2 separate regions of the Hordeum vulgare genome follow, and region 2 is linked to region 1. Evidence: chromatin contacts called from public Hi-C data. All regions are on one chromosome and are shown on one strand. The core of a region is the stretch at or near the end of the contact, and the rest is flanking DNA. Distances in the headings are between cores, read along the strand shown.

Region 1 (3,188 bases), core at 178-2,677:
GCCATAAAAATTACATATTCAAAAACTACATCCCCGCATGAATCTAATGATATATTATTTATTACATATATTATATATTTAAATAGTTAAATTAACGACCTAGAACTACGCGCATGCCTTATACACCTGGACGGAGAGAGTAGTAATAGTTTGGATCACTCTGCTTAAGGACAGATGGTTTCGGAGATTAAGTTTATATTGATCGGTAGGGATTTTATTCCTCAGAAAATTCATAGAGATCAAAACATGGCATGCAGATTGCCTAGCTAGGTATAGTCGAACTAAATGCATCATGACTGTGTGGTTGCATCAAGGTCCTCCATGTATAGAGGAAATTTGGCCTTCAGATTGTAACCCTGTTACTATGGAATAAAATTTCTATTGAACCCACAAAGAATTAAATAACAAATCAAAAGGAGTTTATTAACATATAAATTTGAAAAACTTTTGTGGGCCCGTGACCCCGAACATGCAATCTCGCAAGAGGTCCAGCCCAGCGCAAATGAAAACACATAGACACACAGAGAGAGGTGGATTTAGGCCCCAAGCAGCTCGGACAACTGCCTGAGATGTGTAGGCAGTTTCCTTCTACCGACCGCGAGAGCGCACAACAAGGTGAGGAAACGCCTTGCCATCGCCGTTTGCCGACCGGGCCTAGCCCGCTGGCTTCCTCCAACGACGAGAGAAGAGGAAGCAGAGGAAGGGGGTGGCGACAGCTGCGGCTAGGGTTCCGCCCAAACCGCCGGCAGGGGCGACGCGGACGCTATTATATTAAAACCATGACATTTTATGCTTACATGTTAAATTCATTACTGTAATTTTGAATACTTTGTTTTTTTATAATACTTTGCTACCGAACAAGACCTTAGAGATGAGAGAGTGTTGCTTGGACTCCCCGTGGTTTTCTGGTCAGGAGCCTGATGGTTGACGGTGCATCTAAAGTGCGAAAACCCACATTTAACACGCTATTTCATACTCACTCCATTTAAAATTACTTGTAAAATAATAAATTTACCTAAATGATATTAATTTTAAGTACATTCATTTTATCATTTTACGCCTTATTCTAGACGGGGAGTATGAATAAAGCTTTTTAGTCCTGAAAAAGAAAACTCACGTTTGAACAGAAAAGAAGGTCACTCGAGTCTCGAGGAAGATCTGACAAAGTCAGTGAGAGGAAAAAAACCCGCCCAAAGCTTCCACGTGGAGCCCCCGGTGGGTCCAGGCGTCACCATGCGTACGTGGCACCATTCCGTTGGCTAACATCCCGTCTAAGCAGCCCCTGATTGGCCGGAACGACTCACGCCACGTATCGCGACACAACCTCCCCGTCCAGCACATCTCGGCCGTCGCATCCTCCACCCCGCCTCATCCCAGCCGTCCAACGTTCCTTGTCGCCCCTTCAATTACACCCGTCTCCTCCCCCGGCATCGGTCGCTTCGAAGATCGACACCAGTGGAAGTTTCTTCCGGTCCCAGAGAGATCGCGGAGGGGAGGAGGATGACGGGAGGGCGCGCGGTGCTCCTGCTGCCGCTGCTGGTGATCTCGGCGCTGTTCGCGCAGATCAGCGCGTCGGATCCGGTAATTCATCTCCCCGGCTTCGTGTCGCTGCTTCCGGTTCTTTTTTCCGCTCAATTTTGGGTGAGATTTGTGATGTTCTGCGTGGGGTTTCGCAGCTGTTCCACGAGTCCTTCGACGAGAGCTTCGACGGGAGCTGGATCGTGTCCGGCAAGGATGAGTACAAAGGTGATTCTCCCGCCTTTCCGTTGCGTGTTATTCGATCTGTGAGAGATCCGTGCTTGGGTTTAGCGGCAGGTGGCTGGGTTTCTGATCCGTTCTGTGGGATTCTCTACTGACTTCCGAGGTGCTGAATCTGATCTGCTAACGTTGTGAGGCGATTTTATGTGGAGTTCGATTCAATTGTTTAGTTGAGGTAGCGATGAGTTATCGGGAGCGATACGTTTGGCGACCGTGAGATTCAGAATATGTTTGCAGATTGTTGCCTTTGTTCCTACATATGGTGATGCGTTAGTTCAGATCCGCTACGCATCCACTGCCATGGTCTTGTTGGTGACAATAAGCGCTCCACAGTTGTTAGATTATTTGTAGTCACTAGTCAGTATATGATAGAACAATGCGGAGGAACGAAGAGTACATGCAATGTGTTTTGAGAGGTGAATTGGCTATGATGTATAGTCTTGTTCCTGCCTTTCTGCGTGATGACAGTTTAATTTGTGTAGATGAGCTGCATTTGAAACGTCGAGAAAATGCAGCAATTGTCTGCATTGTGGTAGTTGTCTTTATAATTATATCAATATCCCCATCGAGTTAATTAAAATTGTTGCTCTATGTATTGTTTCCCTGCTAGCATGTCATATGATCGATGCAAAGTGCAGCACCTCGCTCTTAACAGTGTAACATTACTAGGTGAATTATGATGGCTTGGCAACCTTGTGACCTAATTGTTTTTTGATAGGGATTCTGATGGTACAAATGGAATGGTGATTTGTGAGTATTGCGATTAGTAGATGGCTAGCTGTAAAATGATGTTCTTTGCAACTCTTGTCATACAGTTAATTCATGTTCATGCCCTGTTTTTCTCACTAAGAATTGGCATTTCTGCGTTAAACTTATGCCTCTTGTTCTTTGATTATCTGCCTTGTTTCCCATGTCTTTTCTAATGTAGGTTTTGCCTGTCTGGCAGTTGTTCATTCGACTCCATTTCCTGTCAAAATTTGTTGTTCCACTAATACTTTTAGTACTGCACTCATGTATTGTGTTAATATAATGTGCCATACAGGTGCATGGAAGCACTCGAAGAGTGATGGCCATGAAGACTATGGCCTCCTTGTTAGTGAGCCAGCCAGGAAATATGCCATAATCAAAGAGCTTGATTACCCTGTTACTTTGAAGGACAAGACAGTTGTCCTGCAGTTTGAAGTGAGGCTTCAGAATGGCCTTGAGTGTGGAGGTGCTTATATCAAGTACATCCGTCCTCAGGCTGTGGGATGGAACGCCAAGGACTTTGACAATGATACTCCATACACAATTATGTTTGGTCCTGACAAGTGCGGTTCAACAAACAAGGTTCACTTCATCCTGAAGCACAAGAACCCTAAGACTGGCAAATATGTTGAACATCACCTCAAGTCCCCGCCCTCTGTCCCATATGACAAGCTCTCTCATGT
Region 2 (3,470 bases), core at 494-2,993, 220 kb after region 1:
TCAAACGCCAGTCTAATGTGGCGTTGCAGACCCACTCAAACGCCAGTCTAATGTGGCGTTGCAGGCCAGGCGTGAAACGCCATGGTCCATGGCGTTTCAGCACTACACATGTTGCTGGCAACATGCCGTGGGCTGGCTGGATGTCGTCGCTACATTCCATAGTGGGTCTGCAACGCCAGCACTGTTGGCGTTTCACAATGGGCCTGCAACGCCACATTAGACTGGCGTTGCAAGAAAGAAAAAACGCCACGGTAGACAGGCGTGTCACTGTTGGGCAGCAACGCCAGCACTGTTGGCGTTTCACAGTGGGTCTGCAACGCCCCTTTAGACCGGCGTTGCAAAAAAGAAAAAACGTCACGATAAACAGGCGTGTCACTGTAGGGCAGCAACGTCACGGTAGACAGGCGTTGCATAGTGGGGCAGCAACGCCACGGCTTGTGGCGTTTCTAAAAGGGTCAGATCGTGAAATGGTTTCAAGTCTGGTTCATTTTTTGTGCTCATGTTAGAAAAAAAAGTTAAAACAGTGAAAAAATGCATGATAGATGCTCTTACACCCCGTCATTTTGAACTTGTCTTGTCTCGTAGTCGTAGCTTAGCGCACATGACAAAGCCAGGGTATTGATCCTGTGGAGCACGCCGCCGGAGAGGGACGACTGAGACGCGACGGACACCGACCGCGACGCCACGGCACCTACCTCCACGGCTCGCCCTGCACTTTCTTCCTGAGTGGCGGCCGGGAACTCGTACCAGCCGCGTACATATACATGCACATATCGTTGCCGGCCCGTACGTGCTCGATACCGCCTCAGACATCTCGTTACGCACGTAACGAGGCTGGCTCGATCGGCACGTCCTACCTACCGACGTATAGTACGTGTGCACGCGCAGCCACGATCGAGATAGCCTGATCGCAGATGGGACAAGATGCATATATGCGGTGCGTACTTGCAGCTGCATGGGCACGTGGCGTTGAATCGATCTTGACATAGAAAAAACAGAGGAAACATGTTACTCTACTAGTAATACACACCCTTTTTTCTTTGGAGACCGGCACGGAAACGTTATTTTATGTGAAGTAGTACCACATACGATTCCGTGGCCGGGAAGCGAACGCCTCGGTAGGCGGGCTGCTGGCTGGTTTCGTGGCAGGTGGTCGGTACACGCAGTTTGACTATCAGTAGCAGGCACAACCATGCTTCATGTACCGGTGCACGTACGTACATCCGCTGTAGTGCTGTTCGCATGCCAGGTCGCTATTTCGCGCGGGCGTCTCGCCGAAATAGCAGCAGAGGTTTAGAACCGCCTTGTGTACGCACGCATGTACGTAAGTATATATCACCGTACATACGTCGACTCTCCAACCGCTGCAAATTTGTGCATGTAGGGGCAGCAGTAGTGAGTGTGACTCGAAAGCAACGGCCGTGCGTGCCTCCTGTTCCCAACATCTGTTTGTGCTGGAAAGGAATTAACGGGAAACTTCGAAGCAAGTTTTTTTTTCTCAGATCGAGCAAGCTGGTTTGAGTCGAAAATGATTAGGAGCAGGGCGCCAAAATGATGACGGACGCCGGGGCCCCGATCATCAGCTATCTTCCCCGTGCCCATATATACAACCACATGCTATGGTGTTAAACCACCCGAGCCCCCAATTATTCTCCATTTATTTGCTGCACATGGACATTAGCTAGCGTTTGTCCTAACAGGAAGAGACACGGAAGTACGCCGCCGGTACCGGGTCACCAAAGCGAAAAGGGACGCGACCCGGCCGCCGGTCCCGGCTGCTTATACCAAGCCAAACCAGCAAGATACTACATGCACAGGTAGCGGGCTGCTACCTGATTAATTGGCAGAAATCATGAGATTAGCATAACCTAATCTCCCTCTGCGGGACCGGGCCGGCGACGACGAGGAAACAATCAACGGCCTAGGAGCAGTTGATTAGACTAGAGTTGTTTTCGTGAATTGTTAATGAATGAGACAACAAATAAGAATTTGCATTCTGATTCTTTTAGCCTACTGCAAAAAAGTGAAGAAAATAACTAAAGCGGGAAAGAACACCTTGTCCATGACCCCGCCACCGCTTTCGCATCTCGCTTTATAATTATCGTTAAATTGCTCCGGAATTTTGAAAATCATACCTAACCCGAAGTTTTAATACGAGATGCTAATCCCATGGCGGTAACCCTGTTTCTCGCATCACCATCATGCAATTGTGAACTCAAGAAATGATCGGCTCATTTCGCACGTAAATAATTTCTCGAGTTTGAAGACGTCATTTTATATGAGGTCAAGTCAAACTCTATCAAATTCGGGCATAGGACGGATTTGGGCCCTATTTGCTAGGCTCGACAATCGAACCGGGCCAGGCTCATGCCTGGGATTTCAGTTGCGGGCTTTTTTTAGCCCGGCTCAAAGCCCAGCCCAACCCAGGATATGCCCATGTATAAGTCAAATTCTACTAATGATGGCTAACGTTCTGCCTTGCTCGACTAAAAATGTTGCCAATCTGTGAGGTAGTCAAATATATTGGCCATAGATAAATTACTTCGCGTGTAACTCTAATGTCAATGTGTGAAAGTGAAAATGTCATTTCAATATGTAGGTTGTAAGTCAAATTTTCCACTGCTACCTGCCGTTATCATCACTCCCATACCGGAGCCGGATAACCTTTGACAATGACAACAGAAAAGCATTCATGCACGAAAACACATTGTAATTGTAGTGCTGGGCGTTGACCTCTCGATTCGGTCTGAAGTATCCAACATCAAAATTCATTGGTGTGCGAGCATGACGAAAAACTTTCTCCTCACCGCCTGGAGAAGACAACAAGGTTTATCAAAGAAACCGGTGTAACCAAGAAGAAGGATAATTTAGGAGCATCTTCAAACGAACATCCTATATAAGTTCCAAATCTCCGGGCACCCTCACCGGTGACTGCCCGTAACGAAAATCCTGACCTAACTGGACTAAGAAATCCAGCCCAAACGTACGGGGTGTTCGACAAACCCCATACCCAGCCCGGTAACACCCATACCCATCCCATATTTGGGGCACATACCGGGACGCCCAAACGACCCCACACGTAGGGTTGTGGCCCCACTCTAGCCTGCCACGACCCCACAAAAACTCCTTTAACCCTAGTTCTTAGTCCACAATCGACCACTCCGCTCATTCGGTCTCCTTCCCATTTCTGCCCCATCCCCTCCCTCAATGTCCCATCCCTCCACCAAAGCTGCTTATACCAAACCAAACCAGCAAGATACTACATGCACAGGTAGCGGGATGCTACCTGATTAATTGGCAGAAATCACGAGATTAGCATAACCTGATCTCCCTCTGCGGGGCCAGGCCGGAGACGACGAGGAAACAATCAACGGCCTGTGGGTAGTTGATTAGACTAGAGTTGTTTTCGTGAATTTTTAATGAATGAGACAACTAATAAGAATTTGCATTCTGATTCTTTTAGCCTACTG

The links. A called contact is a pair of places that touch in the nucleus more often than the background predicts.
Region 2: a Hi-C map of seedling shows a contact between it and region 1, with 3 times the contacts expected there. The contact joins the enhancer-like site here to the promoter of LOC123406306 in region 1. A contact is called at or near these places in 3 of 6 Hi-C or Micro-C datasets (leaf and seedling) and 1 of 1 datasets of contacts at active chromatin or transcription factors (embryo).

What each region holds. Positions count from the first base shown.
Region 1 is chr6H:45,405,378-45,408,565 of MorexV3_pseudomolecules_assembly, forward strand. It overlaps LOC123406306 (calnexin homolog), which reads left to right and starts at 1,428. Exons shown (of 6, transcript XM_045099793.1): 1 at 1,428-1,581; 2 at 1,677-1,746; 3 at 2,801-3,188. The coding sequence starts at 1,501.
Region 2 is chr6H:45,628,643-45,632,112 of MorexV3_pseudomolecules_assembly, forward strand. No RefSeq gene overlaps it. Among protein-coding and RNA genes, the nearest start is that of LOC123402024, 130 kb to the right of the region's middle. Within about 2 kb of position 1,744, at least 3 of the 3 cell types and tissues checked have open chromatin away from gene starts, as enhancers often do. A contact at or near this core is called in leaf and seedling, where this site is marked.